Linked DNA regions of Triticum aestivum: region 2 is linked to region 1. The links are chromatin contacts, called in public HiCAR-type maps. All regions are on one chromosome and are shown on one strand. Each heading gives the region's core, a stretch centred on a gene start, on an enhancer-like site or on the middle of the called end of the contact. The rest is flanking DNA. Distances are from core to core; before and after follow the strand shown.

Region 1 (7,353 bases), core at 437-2,936:
TCAACCATGTGCTCCGGAGTGTGACGACCTGACTGCCACAGGGATCGAGATCACACCAGGGGAGAGAGAAGGTAGATGAAAGGGGACGAGACTTGGAGAGGAAGAAGATGAGAGACAAAGAACAACAGGTGAGATTCAGATACATGCTCGTTCATGCCAACTCCTCTCTTCGGTTCAGCTTAAATACCAACACGCTGCCAGCCTGGCCATAGGCCACACACATTCACACGTGTTAAAATTATGTGCTTAACATATGTGTACAAGTTGTGCTATTTTTTTTAGAAAAGGAGGATGACCCCCGGCCTCTGCATCTGGGCGATGCATACGGCCACTTTATTTACAAGTTGTGCTATAGTTTAAATTGTAATTAGCGGACAGCTAGGTGATTGAGTCAGTACATGTGTAATCTGAAATTATTATATGTATGGTCCCATGGGTAGACTAGAAATAAGCTGTAAGCTAATTAAGTTACAGATCACGAGAGGGAAGGTCCGAGCCGTGCGCGTCGCAGTGGTGGAAGCGTTGTTTGATGGTTTAGAGCATCTACAGCCGGACTTGACAAATCCGACCCCTCAAACATCCGGGCACGTCCGTCGACAGTGACCGGTCACACCACAAATAATTGATTCCGCATATGGATACCTCAAGTACAAACTATTACATGCAACGTAAACCTAATATTAAGCAGAGCCCGTCCAGGTCTGCCGTGTCCATGTCCGGCAGCCGGCTCCGCCCCTCAGAGTGTGGGTCCGCTCGCCGGCGAGGTAGAGTAGGACATTGGACACGACCCGACACATGGGACTCAAGGCGCCACCGTCTCCCATTGCCCTATTCCTCCTCGTCGGAGGCCGTGATGGATCCGTCCTGGGAGGAGCTGCCAACATCCACCATGACACGGGTGCGGCGCGCGGGGTTGCAGGCCATCCGTCGGGGCGCCGGAGAATGCGACTTCACCTCTCCAACGTCCACTGCTGCGAGGGCCGGCACCGCCTCCCGCGCCCACTGCGTCGCCGAGCATGCCGCGCCATGTTTTTGTCGGACGACGCCTATGGTGCGTCTGTGGCCTCGACTCGTCAACAGAGGGGTTGCACGTCATCCACCGCATTCGGACACCAGACGGACCGCAGCGCCTCCGGTGAGGCAGTGACGGCATACCTAGCGCCGGATCCATGCCATTTGGGCGGATACAATGGATTCCCGACGGAAGGAGTCCGAGCGTTGCCTCGCAGGGGCTTCCTCCCAGGAGTGGCCGAGCGCAAGCCGGACAACCATCTCCTCCTCGGGGCCGCGTGGGATGAGCTCAGGGTCGACAGTTCTGGAGGTGAAGGACTCGAATCCGTTGCCCGCCATGTCAGAGAAGGCTAGAGATCGCCGGAGGGGAGCTTGGGTTGCGGAGTGGAGTGGAGTTAAATCGCTAGGCTTTGCTCTGACACGACGAACACGTCCGAGTATTTTATATCCGCCTTATATTTGGGTTAGATACGAGGGATGCCAGTCAGCCCGGCCGTTTAAGGGCTGTAACTTATTGACTGTATCACGTTATATATAGTCTACAGAAGGTAAAGCACGAGACGTTGCACGAGACAAATGTGCAACTCCCTTGAAGTAGTACTGTCATATGCTACCCGGTGTTTCTTCTTAAAAAAAAGGTTACCCGTGAATTATCTTGCACAGCACCAGACGTGACACGATACTATTAGTTTATACTACTATATGAGTGGTAGTACGTACGTGCTTGGTCGTTGAGTCCTTAAAAGTAAAAAAAATTCAATCAACAAGGCCGGCAATTAAGAAAGGAGCAAAGGAGACTGATGTTAAGAGAGTAGCAAAGCAGTACGTAGGAAGGGAATGGCCGGCCGCGGAGAGGAGCTGAAGCTGCTGGGCATGTGGGCGAGCCCGTTCGTGGTGCGGGTGCAGATCGCGCTCCGCCTCAAGGGCCTCAGCTACGAGTACGTGGAGGAGGACCTGCAGAGCAAGAGCGAGCTGCTCCTGAGGTCCAACCCTGCCCACGCCGGCAAGGTGCCGGTGCTCATCCACAACGGCAAGCCCGTCTGCGAGTCGTCGGTCATCCTGCGGTACATCGACGAGGCCTTCTCCGGCTCCGGGCCCTCCCTCCTCCCCGCCGACCCCTACGGCCGAGCCGTCGCTCTCTTCTGGGCCGTTTTCGTCGACGACACGGTAGGTGCATACATAATGCTTGCTACCTCACCCTCACATGGCCGCGTTCATGTATATACCGTTTTCAGTGCAGCTGTTGAAGGCGCGGAGCCAGGCGTTGAGAGGCGAGACGGTCGAAGAGAAGGAGGAGGGGAGGAAGAAGGCGGCCGTGGCCATGGAAACCTTGGAGGGGGTGTTGATGGAGTCCAAGGCGAGGTTCTTCAGCGGCAGGGATGTACCCGGCTACCTAGACATCATGCTCGGCGGCCTCCTCGGCTCGATGCGCGCGACGGAGGAGATGTGTGGGCTCCAGACCTTCGACCCGACCACCACGCCGCTCCTGGCCGCATGGGCGGAGCTCTTCTGCGCGCTGGACGCGGTGGAGCTAGTCATGCCGCGCGTCGAGAGGCTCGTCGAGTATGCCGAGGCGATGCAGCAGCCTCGCACCGCCGTGTCCAGCACCACCAACTGAGGCCTAACAAGCTCGCCTCCGGTCTTCACGCGCGTGTTATTTACTTCTTGTGCAATCAGCGTAGCTTGTTCAGAAACTAATAGTGCTCTCAAATTCTTGTATGGATTATATTTTTTAGTATTTTTTAAAGTTTACTGTTCATCAGGTGCGGATGAGCCGGGCACCGAATTGAATATCTGACGCTCGTTTTGGCTCTTGGATGCATGCATCCAAGATGAACAGTAAATTCATTTAAAATAGTAAAACAAAATATGAATTACTTTGTGATACTAGATACTCAGGTGCATGAAGTCGGTGCCAGTTTCGTGGAGTGTGGACATTTCAATAGCTCTCGGAAAAAAAAGCAAATTTAGGGCTGTAAGTTTACTGTACATGTATTATTTTGACCAATTTTGTCTTTTTTTTTGCTGTGAACTCCTCGGATGTCTGAACCGCACCGCCGTGTCCAGCACCAACCGAGAGCAGATGAGCTCTGCGCGTAGTCTGTTTGTTCTGCAAATGAGGGTGGCTTGTCAAGAAAATAATGCTCTCATTTTGTATGGATAAATATATATTAAAGAAACAGTAAAATGGGGCTAGCTACGCCTCGGCTCAGCATTTTGACGCTATCATCCGTCCGATCATAGTCACAAGCGGCTCAGATCTCCTAGTCCTCCCGCAACATCAATATGCGCCTGGGTTACCGAGCCACTTTGCACGACTCAGGCAGACCAAACAACTTGAAAGGGCTGCTGCTCCACAGACCGATCTGGATGTGCTCACGTTAACCGGGCTTTCACGTAACTAGATGACCTGTCGCGCCATTTGGCGCGCGAGACAAATTTGAAGCAAGAACTAAAAGACTACTTTATTTTTTTTCTAGCAGACAATGTTGATGTATACTCTTTTGTGAAGTGTCGTGGATCTGCATAAAAATATTTTTTTCTCATTTGTAATGTCGTGCTCAAATTTTTTATTCAAATGGCAAGCAAATAAATTTCTTTACTTAGGCTGGAGGCTTGCATGGAATATTTCTTTCTTGAATGCGGATCAAATCATCAATATGCCACAGACAGAAGGGAAACCAAATAGCAACGACGAACAATTCAGTTTGCGATTAAGGAAAAGAATTGCTGAATTTCAAACCCGAAAGAAGGAAGCACTAAGTTAGTTTCTGCAAAATAGGAAAATTTGTATTGTTCTAACACTAATAGATTACAGAACAAAATCTGTCCAATAGAAAATTAGGCTTGATGCACTCAATACGCTTTAACGGGCAATAGTGTGGATGGCCTTAGGACTGCACAATCTCTAGGAAGCTATCTATTTATGAACAGAGGTGGTATGAAACAGAGACATGGTCCATGATTTAATCTGTTGATACTAATTACAGCAACATGCACCTGGAGCAAGAGGGGGCACAATCTCGTGTTGTTGCTCTCTGAAATAGAGAACACTTTTATATCGCTCAACATGGTGGCTGAAGTAGTATGTTCGACTGGTGGTGAGAAGGATGACCCCGGCTCCCAGCTCACTACACACCGAAAATTGGTAACTTATTTCTAGGATCAAACCATTTGGAAGCTCTGTATTATACAATAAAAAAACCGAAAACAAGTTTCACAATGGCAACCTAATTAAGAACATGCTCTCCTCAGTCACATAATCATTTAATGAAAAAAGAGAAAGGATCTAGAGCACATCACACAAGTCTACTGTGATCAGGAGCAGACAAGAACAAGGGACATTCATATTTCATCATCAATACCTCCTACACTATACACAACCTGTAAAAAATATAAAACTTAAAATGTTGTGAAACCAAAAGAAAGCACACTGTAAAGAGATGTAAAAGGGACATGCTCGTTAAACTTTACAATCTCTTCCAAGGATTTTTTTATGAAAAGAAAATGTAATGAGTCTCATTGTCAAGAAACTCGTGATTCTCAATAACAGACCATGATATTAATTTCTGAAGTAACATAATACAAGCTGTACCTTCAAATGTTGCTTGTAGTCGCTTTCTTTTAGAATTTCCTTCATTGACAAGCTTATCCCTGAAAAGTTGGCAAGAAAATCAATTTCATAAGTGAATCTTGTGCAAACCAGGAAGAAACAGAATCAAGACACCAAAAGAGAAAACTGGGACAATCAACCCCCACTTTGTACATGACCTTGCACTTCGCCGGTCCTACAGAATAACAGCGTGCAATGAATGAATAGGAAGATTGATCTTAGCTGCACACACAAAAATATTTGTTGGAAGAACTTTTTGCAGGGTAGCGGATTTTCTTGCTTAAAATTTAATGAGAGTGAACAAAATCTAGAAACAAAAAGTACATCACTAAGTTGCGTGTTTCCATGGAGCAGCCGCTGCTTCCCTTTGAGCCACCATAGCCACTGTTTACACATGTGCAGGTTGCCTCTGTCAACAACTCTTATTATCCGCACCTTCCTAGTTCTGAAATTAAAGGAATGGAGCACATAGTTTAAAGATTTAAGAGAATAGTAAACAACTGCAGGTTTCAAAGGTGTGGTAAATTTAACTTGCAAATTTGCATATGTAGACACCCTATAATGTAAAGGATGGCAGTGCCAAAATAACTAAGATACATGCTCTTATCTTATACGCTTTAAAACTTGAGAACATGATTGCCGCGGCTTGCCGCGGCGTGTGTATTTTTGTGGGAAAACATGGTAATATGTGCAGAAGTAAAGAACAAATCGCGTGGATGCTTGTTGGCATGTATAAAATCATAAGAGCATGACGGGAGAACCATGATCATGAAATCAAAATAGATGGATTGCTAGTGCAAGAAGAGAGTTCAGTTATCACCTCAGCTCACCTGGGAAGAAACAGCAACTTCCATTTCCAAAAGAAAGATATACCTGCATCAACAATTCTTGATCTGTCAAGAATCCCAACAAGGGGAAGTAAGAAAATACCACAAAGATGAAAATGAACAAAAGAATACATACACGTGTGAAGCTGCTGATAATGGAAGTTGACTATCAATAATGTTGTCAGGTTGCTCTTGCTTTCATTCTACTGATGTCCTCTATAGTACCTCGACCACCGAGCAAGTTTGGAAATGGCCAATATTTGTTTTTCTTGTGAAACATTCTTTGAGATCCCCACATTCTAATTTCCACGAATCATTCAGGTAATCTCCGGACTGATAAAATTGCATATTAAAATCATGCTTTAGATAAACTGATTGAAACATTGAGAGAAATCAAATAATAGGTGCAGCAGTAGCAACCTATCATGCTTCTCCCTATCTGTCAGCAGATCCAACCACCACAAGGTCCAATCAGAAGCCCCAACTCACTTGCAATTTACAATCCATTTCCTACATCAAATTAGAGAAATAAACTGGAATCACCGGACCACCAACTATAACAATCAGTGTTATAGATTTCTTCACTTATGTGAAATAGGAATTTCATATTGTTCCTCTTGCAAATCAGGATAAAGCACTGCATGCATTTAATAAACTTTCATGTACGGAAAATTAGAGAATGCGCAGGGTCGCTAAGAGTCATCTATTACTATTAGCACAGCCACAAAAGTGCAATTATTCATAGAATATTAGCATAATTATGTGGCAAATGTTCTCTTAACTAAATACGTTGGATTTCACAAATTTAAAGCTGCAAGGAGAGGAATGGATGGATGAATCGCAAGAGGAAATGGAAGTACGAGTCCTTCAGATGCATGGAAGAAAGGCAAACTGGAAGACCACAAACACAATACGTGTCGCTCCATTAGAACTAACCTGTGAATCAAATCTTTTAGAATCAGTATATCTGTAAATCTTATGACTGAAAGAAGGGCCATGCCTGTGAAAGCTTCTCCAATGACAATGCCTGACACAAAATTCCTCTCCATGGGATGTAGCTGATAGGTGTGATATACACAAATTTCCTCTCCTTGCAGCGGAAGACAATGTTAAGATAGGGAGAGACCGCAACACCAACAAATTCTGCAAATAAAGAAAGATTAGTCGTGAATAGAGCATCCATGTGAATCAAAACTCAACAATAATCCCCTAAGCCTTTTCATTCTTGCAACCTATGTACACCCAGAGAACAAAAGAGTACTCATATCATACTGAAAATGCATGTAAGATTATATCTACATGCACACATATATCTTCAACCGAAGCAAAGCAACTCATACATTGCACATGATATCCCTATAAGGATGTGCCAAGAATATCGAGAATTAATATCAAGCAAGGAAAAAAGCACGAGTTCCAGATTTAGTGAGGTGAGACAGGGTTGACCTGTAACTCACCAATCATTGAAAGAAAACTTACATGTAAATTAGTTTGTGCCTGCTGCATCATACAAATGAAAATTGTAACCAACTTCCTCCCTGAAGTAACATCCACATCCAAACTCTGGAATCAAATCAGAAATTAAGATGGGAGAGGAACGAAAAATAAATAGATGTGAATGATCTTCACAGAAAACGAAAGAAATCACACTTGCAGGATGGAGGAACAGTGTGGAGGAAGATCTCACCATGTACTCACGCCCTCTGCTCGCCATTCACGCGGGTAGGAGGAGGCACCAGGACGGGGGCAGGAAAAGATGCAGCCTAGCACCAGCCTAAAGAGCGTGCGCTGCCGGTGGAGCCCAGGCCTCACCCTTTCCTGCTCCTCCCACAGCGGCGACCTCCACCCGATCTGGCATCGGTCGATCCACCGCCGGGACGCCCGGATCTCCTCTTCCTCCAA
Region 2 (7,629 bases), core at 648-3,147, 230 kb after region 1:
ATCTTATTCATGGTGCAGTAACTAGGATGACGCTCATGGCGCCACAACAAGTTCTCGTCGTGAAAAACCTCGTATGTGATGCGACATATTTAGATGGTTTCAATGAAAATATCCATATAATCGCTCGAAATGCATGGAAATCGTACCGTGAGATGACCGGAACTTAACAGTCAACTCTGACAGCTAGTGATAGTTCGTTACATGCGACAATGGTTTGAATCGTCAATCTACAACACGGCAATGTTCAAATCCCTGAAAAGTACAAACAATTCTGGATCAGAATAATTCTCCATTTTCCACAGGATGTCGACCTCCAGTCTAGAACATAACTGAATTTTAAACACATTCATTTACTTCATATTTATGCATAGCCAGTCATCTACTTACTAGCTTGCTCGTGTCGGCTTCTAACAGAGATCACCATCATACCCGTCCACAAAAATCTAGCCAGATCTCTAGCCTCGAACCCAACATAAACATGTTTATGGACCGAAATAATTCTTCATTTCCACACGCATAATACTTGTGTTCTAAACCATATCTAAATGTGCAAATATGCACCTCGAGTATACATACCCATTAGCCAGCCGTCTTCTATTCACTCACACTCAAGGTCGCCACGCCATCCACCCATCAGCCATCTGAAATGCCGTCCATACACGTCTCCATACAACAACTAACTCCAAATAGCAACAATATGGTGTTATGATATGATTGTACGGGCATGCATATGTTGGCCCCTGAAAAATTGTAGGGACAACTTGCAAGCTAAAATAGTTTCAGCGAAGATAAACTGTTTAGGATAAGGATATGAATGGTCGATCTTCGATGATACACTACCACGTGAAGAAGACTAATAGATATATATGTCAACTGAAACATTTAAAAACGAATGCCAGATGGCTTGGAGCAAGGGAAAGATGCCCATAGAAGAAACCAACATATTGAATTATTCAGTGCATGGCCGATGGAGGAAGCTAGTACCAACTGGCATATTTTTTTGTGGTTCTTCCTATGATGATTGTCTGGTATCATCAAGTGGGTTATGTATGCTTGCACAAGCTAACTGCAAGTTTGAAACCACCCTAGCCTAGAAACTATCAACAATAGTACGTACCATATGATATAACTACATCTGCTTCATGGCATTTAGACGACTCACCGGCCTATTTTCAGAGTGATTTCCGATGGTTTCGGTGAAATCATTCATGTAACGCCCAAAAATAGGTGACATCATGTTATACTCCCTCCTCCATTCCGGACGAAGGCCCAATAATTTTACCGTAGGATGACCATAAACCATCGGTCAAGTCTCGCGGAAACAACCATAGTTCCAGTTGTCAACCCAAAACGCGATAACGTTCAAAGCCCCGAACATGAATATCTCCGGACCAGAATAATTTTATTTTGGCATGACACCGATCGTTCGGTCTAGAACACAACCGAATCTCCAAACACGCGCCCACTTATCTACGCATAGCAAAGTCGGTCCACCCGCTCTATCTAGTGTCCGCTTCTACATTGTGATCGCCGTCCTGTCCGTTCACGAAAATCTAGTCAAATCTCCGGTTCTCGAACCTAACATAAACACGGCTACCACGGACCAGAATAACTCTCCATTTGCACGCGATGTCGATGTTCTAAACACATGAAAACTGAATTTTCAACACATCTGCATTTATGTATGCAGCCGTCTCCTGCTGCTTCACTCAAGGACGCCACGCCATCCACGCATATCCGGTGGCGGCAAACGCCGTCCAGGTTCAACGAACGCCGTTCCCCCCGGTCCACCAGCGCCAGCCGCCTCCGGCCGGGCCCACCCGCAGCGTCACGGTGCACCGTGCACCGCGCCTTCCTGCCGAGCGGCCCCCCTCCCCGCAATCTCCTCCACCAACCTCTCTCCTGTATAAAGCCTCGCGGCCTCCGCCGGCCTCCTCCTCCCACCAGTTCCAGGACAAGCAGCAGCGGCCGCCACTTCGTCCAGCTCCGGCTCCAGAAGGATCACTTCGCTGTCAAATCGGTAATACCACGGTGAAATTCGCCTCTTTTCCGTCGCCCTTCCCTTGGATTCGTCGGAGATTTCGATTGATGTGTCCGCGCGCCGGAGGGTAAAACAGAGTTCTTGATTTGTGTAGCTCGTCGACGGCGGGATGGGGGAGGCGTCATCTCCGGCGATCGCCAAGGATGTCACCGAGGTGAGCTGATTTGTCTCCCTGGACGCGCCAGTGTTTGGGGATGGCCGGCCGGTCGGATATGGTTTGGTGTGCTGATTTATTCTCTGTATTGCGATGTAGCTGATCGGGAACACGCCGCTGGTGTACCTCAACAAGGTGACCGACGGGTGCGTGGGGCGCGTCGCCGCCAAGCTCGAGTCCATGGAGCCCTGCTCCAGCGTCAAGGACAGGTCAGCTATGAACCCTCTGTTTTTTCTAGATCCCCATCCATGTTCTGAGGACAGAGGCCCTGGTTTGCTCTCTAGATTTGAGCTGAAGATTCGTTACTTGTGCTTGTGCAGGATTGGATACAGCATGATCACCGACGCGGAGGAGAAGGGGTTCATCGTCCCAGGCAAGGTGGGTAAAATCGACCCCTCCCCCTACCACTCTTTTGGTGTGTTTCCCCTGTTTTGTTGTACTCATGCAATTTTACAACAGTTTGGCGTTACCAACGATGATTTGGGCTCCCTGGAATAGAAGTACTTATTACCTGTGATTTTGGTAGTACTGTATGTATTAGCTGTGACCTGGCCGGCTTCAGTTAGTTCAGTAGAGAACACAGGTCAAGGGAATTTAGCATCTAGTCTCTTCTAATTGGGTTAAGTAGTCAGGTCAAGACGTATGCAAAAGAAATTAGGGAATTGCCTCATTCGGCGCTAAGAATTTTTCGTTCTTCTTCTCAGTGTTGCCATACATCTCTACTGGAACTAGAGATACATATCTGGCACTATGAATTCTATGGTTCAGGGATATGGCATTGATTTGCAGTACTATTCTATTCATTTCCTCCTGCACCAGCTCCTAGTTGTTTGACTTGCACAGCTGTTTTGCGTTGGCATTTAGGTCAACCCTTCACCAACATATAGGTTCAGCTTTCACCTGAACCAAGTAGTAGTAATTTGGAGCCTCTCTGTTTAATACGTGCTTCACGATCCCTTTCATGAACGATGATATGATATGCTGCCCCCTATTTGGTGCTAGGGATTTTTCATGTTCCATTTCAGGGTTGCCAGTTGACCATTTCTACTAGAGTTGTATATATTCCACGGTGTCTGGAATCTATGGTTCATTTATATGGCCTTGATTTGCACGGTATTATTCGTTTTCTCCTGCACCGGCACCTAGTTGTTTGACTTGTCCAGCTGCTCCGCGTAAGCATTTACGTCAACCCTTCACCAACAACACCTTACACCTGAACTAAGTATATTAATCTAGAGCCTCTCTATTTAAATACTTACCACGCCTTCCATGAATCATGACATGCTGCCCCTTGTTTGCAATCTTAAAGATTAATACTTGTGCACCTGGCCATTTTATTCATGCTGACAAGTTGTTTTATAGCAAGCACTTTCTGCAAACTTTTTTGTAAAGCTACGTTTACTAAAAAATTCAGATTACTAGGATGTTGGTTTGCTGATATTTTGCTTTCCATGTGAATGGTTTTCCAGAGTGTCCTGATTGAGCCAACCAGTGGCAACACAGGCATTGGGCTGGCCTTCATGGCTGCTGCCAAGGGTTACAGACTTGTACTCACAATGCCCGCATCCATGAGTATGGAGAGGAGAATCATCTTGAAGGCTTTTGGTGCTGAGCTGGTCCTCACCGACCCACTCTTGGGAATGAAAGGAGCTGTCCAAAAGGCGGAAGAGCTGGCAGCAAAGACACCTAACTCATACATCCTTCAGCAGTTCGAGAATGCTGCCAACCCAAAGGTGTAGCATAGTTTATCATTTGTGTTTGGACTTTGGAGATGTCTTTATGCCGTGTTTGATGTTTGCTTCCGAGCTCCCAGTTCTCAGGTTTAAATATTTCGTGCAGATTCACTATGAGACAACTGGGCCTGAAATCTGGAAAGGCACAGGAGGAAAGATCGATGGCCTTGTTTCTGGCATCGGGACAGGTGGTACCATTACTGGATCTGGAAAATACCTCAAAGAGCAAAATCCTAACATCAAGGTAAGCACTAGAAATCATTATGCACACTACGGTGTTAGCTGCCAACGTTGACCAACTAACATTTCTTCCTGTATGAGAAATAGTATCTGATTTTTTTGTGTTTTCTTATGTAAGCTCTACGGTGTGGAGCCTACCGAGAGTGCTGTCTTAAATGGTGGAAAGCCTGGTAATGTTTCCTTCTGTATCACATTCCATTTGTTCTAAGTACATTCAGTCACTAAATTCAGCTTATAATATCCATCAACAAAAATGGGTACCCCAACCACAATCACTAGAATGTCAAAAACCTGAGTTTCTCTTTTCACTGCCTTTGATTTGGCATGTGAAATGTCTTGTCAGCCCTATTCTAATATTAATAAGAATGCTGTGATGTTTAACCATTTCCAACGTGTACCATTTTGCGCCAAAGTATTCTGCTTTGATTCTTGACACTGCTTGTTCTGTACCAACAAGATTCAGTTATTTTTGAACAGGACCACACAAGATCCAAGGAATTGGAGCTGGTTTTATCCCTGGTGTCTTGGATGTTGACATCATTGATGAAACCATACAGGTGATTTTTCTTCTTGTACTAAGTAAAGTTGTAGAGAAGGCACTATATAAGAAAAATTTCGCCACATATCTTTTTGCTTAGTTGTTTCTAGTTTTTCAATCCTCCCGCGAGAATAGAAGTTTGCTGGATATTTCCTGTTTATCATTCCATATGTCTGCATCTTTTACCCTGGTGTAACCTTTGGTCCGTTCAAATTGTATGCCAGGTTTCAAGTGATGAGTCCATTGAGATGGCAAAGTCTCTGGCATTGAAAGAAGGATTGCTGGTGGGGTTTCTTTCGAACATTTATCTATTACTCCCTCTGTCCCAAAATAAGTGTCTCAACTTTGTACTAACAACTTTATTGTTAGTACAAAGTTGAGACACTTATTTTGGGACGAAGGGAGTATTAAGCAGTATCATGCACACATTTTTTTAATCCAATCTGTCTGTATGGATCAATCAGAACCAAGTGTTTGCATCAGCCATTGACTATCTAAATAATTGTAGGTTGGAATCTCTTCTGGTGCTGCTGCAGCAGCTGCAATCAAGGTTGCTCAGAGGCCTGAAAATGCAGGGAAACTCTTTGTTGTAAGTGACACATTTCCTCCTGGTAGTTTCTAGCATGCCTCTTTCCCCTGAAAATTCATCTGATCTACGTAATAAGCAAAACACAAATGAGTTGATGTAATGAACTACAGATTTATTTACTTTTGAATACCCTATAGGGAGATATCTGTACTTGTCAACTCTCATACTGCAAACTAGCCTATTCCACCAAGTGAAGAGAGGCTGCCTTTTAGCAGCAATCTCCATGTTGTATCCCTATGCTGACATTTCACTCATGTGTAGGTTGTATTCCCAAGCTTCGGAGAGCGCTACCTTTCGTCGGTGCTCTTCCACTCCATCAAGAAGGAGGCCGAGAGCATGGTGGTCGAGTGACCCTCGGGACTCCTCAAGCGCGCGAAGCTGTTCTCCAAAGCCAAATCCCTCCATTCGTAGGAGCCCTCCTTACAGAAATAAAAGCTTTGGCGTCCCTGCTAGTGTTGGTCTGACATCAAGCCCTGTCAAGCTTTAATCCCACTTTGTGTAGCAATGGGGAATACTTTGTGTTGGCCTTGTGGTGTTTAGCAGTTTGAATTACTTCTTGCCTGCCCTGTATATTGAACTATTCCTCTGTGGTCCATATGTCAGCCAGTGTGAAATAAAGCATCATGGTGCCCTTACATGTCTGAATCTTTGTTTTCCTTTTCTGAAACGGGGCTGACAACTATATAGTCGCTTGGAAAAAGAAACTGGTTCAGTCGAATCAATCTGGACCGTTGGATTGAAAACGTCAAGCCACGATTTGTTCAACAACCCACCACACCACGCGCACAGCCTTGGTTCGACGAGAGCAACTAGTTAATGAGCGCTTCTTCGGGAGCCTCGCAACGATCAGCGCCACTTGACGCGCTCTCAGCTATTCGCCACGTGTCGCGCTCTGGACGCTCCCTCCGGATTTTTCTTTCCGCACGCGTTTTCGGCTTTTTAAACAGTTTTTTTTGGTTTTTTCGACGTTTTGGTTTTTCCCCGGTCTTCCTTAGCTTTTCGATAAAAAAAATTTTGAAAAAAAAATTTTGCGCGAAAAAAACGCGTTTTCTTTTTTTCCCCTTTCGTGAAAGTCACGGTTTTTCTTCCGTGAGAGGCATGGTTGTGCTTTAGCGAGAGTCACGGCCGTGCCTTTTGGAAACGAAAAAAAAACGCGTTTTCTGTTTTTTTCTTTCGCGTGAGTCACGGCCCTGCCTCTCAGAAAGGAAAAAACAAAACGCGTTTTCTGTTTTTTTTTATTTCGTGAGAGTCACGGTTTTGCTTCCGTGAAAGGCACGAGAATCACGGCCGTGCCTCTCGGAAAGGAAAAAAAATATGCGTTTTCTGGGTTTTTTTCACGAGAGTCACGGTTTTGCTTTCGCGACAGGCACGTTTGTGCTTTCGCGAGAGTCACGGCCCTGCCTCTCGGAAACGAAAAAATATGCGGTTTCTGTTTTTTTTCCTTCCACAAGAGTCATGGTTTTGCTTCTACGAGAGGCACGGTTGTGATTTCGCGAGAGGCACGGGCGTGCCTCTTTCGGAAAGGAAAAAAACAGTGCTCCCGGTTCGGGTTTTCGCCCGGTTTTTTTCGTTCTGATTTTTTTTGAAAAAAAGTTCGTCAAAATCTATCGACATGGGATCTAGTTTTGAAGATCTCGATGCGAGGAATCCAATGGTGAAAACCGTTCGAGATTTGGACGCACGGTTTAAGAGATTAAACGTTTTGAATAAACGAATCTACGAAAAAAAGAAAAACTCCCGGCTTGCGACAAGTGACGCGCTGCATGTGCGCCACTTGTCGCGACCTGGAAAAATGAAGTGTTTTTTGCAACGAGTATTTCTTAATTAGTGATTTCGTGGTTCGACTACGCGGACCCTGGATTGGGCTCGCCGGCAAACCCGCGGCATACCCCGTCTTATCCACAGCCCGTTTGGCAAGGGAGCTCCTATGCAGCGCCGCAGGTGCCATGGGAGTCCTTAGCTGACGAGCGTCAATCTGACGTGCTTTCGCGCAGGGTGCGGTCTTAATGGGCCAGCCCATTCCGTGGTGTTCATATCGAGTCGCGCCATTTGTCGCGATCTGTGAAAGTGGAGTGTTCTTTACAATGAGTACCCGCAGGTGCTAGGGGAGCCCTAGCTGACGCTCGCGAGCGTCAATCTGACGTGCTTTCGCGCAGGGTGCGGTCTTAATGGGCCAGCCCACGAGCGTCAATCTGACGCGCTTTTCACGCAGGCTGCGGTCTTAATGGGCCAGCCCATTCCATGGCGTTCATATCGAGTCACGACGAAAATCCAAAAAAAGGACGCATTCTTGAGGATTCGAACGCGCCACCGCTTGAGCTAGCTAGTATCAGT

The links. HiCAR-type assays count read pairs that join an accessible place to other places.
Region 2: a HiCAR-type map of leaf shows a contact between it and region 1, with 5 times the contacts expected there. The contact joins the promoter of LOC123119189 here to the promoter of LOC123119188 in region 1. A contact is called at or near these places in 2 of 5 Hi-C or Micro-C datasets (both in leaf) and 1 of 1 datasets of contacts at active chromatin or transcription factors (leaf).

What each region holds. Positions count from the first base shown.
Region 1 is chr5D:25,358,219-25,365,571 of IWGSC CS RefSeq v2.1, forward strand. It overlaps LOC123119188 (probable glutathione S-transferase GSTU6), which reads left to right and starts at 1,687. Exons shown (of 2, transcript XM_044538899.1): 1 at 1,687-2,178; 2 at 2,252-2,804. The coding sequence starts at 1,849. The coding sequence ends at 2,629. It overlaps LOC123124151 (a long non-coding RNA gene), which reads right to left and starts at 4,653. Exons shown (of 2, transcript XR_006460993.1): 1 at 4,607-4,653; 2 at 3,863-4,142. It overlaps LOC123124152 (a long non-coding RNA gene), which reads right to left and starts at 5,774. Exons shown (of 4, transcript XR_006460996.1): 1 at 5,588-5,774; 2 at 5,445-5,497; 3 at 4,949-5,069; 4 at 4,772-4,799.
Region 2 is chr5D:25,592,571-25,600,199 of IWGSC CS RefSeq v2.1, forward strand. LOC123119189 (cysteine synthase-like) reads left to right here and starts at 1,898. Exons shown (of 11, transcript XM_044538900.1): 1 at 1,898-2,020; 2 at 2,136-2,195; 3 at 2,295-2,404; 4 at 2,516-2,573; 5 at 3,665-3,928; 6 at 4,035-4,172; 7 at 4,287-4,338; 8 at 4,646-4,725; 9 at 4,931-4,990; 10 at 5,215-5,295; 11 at 5,557-5,930. The coding sequence starts at 1,898. The coding sequence ends at 5,646.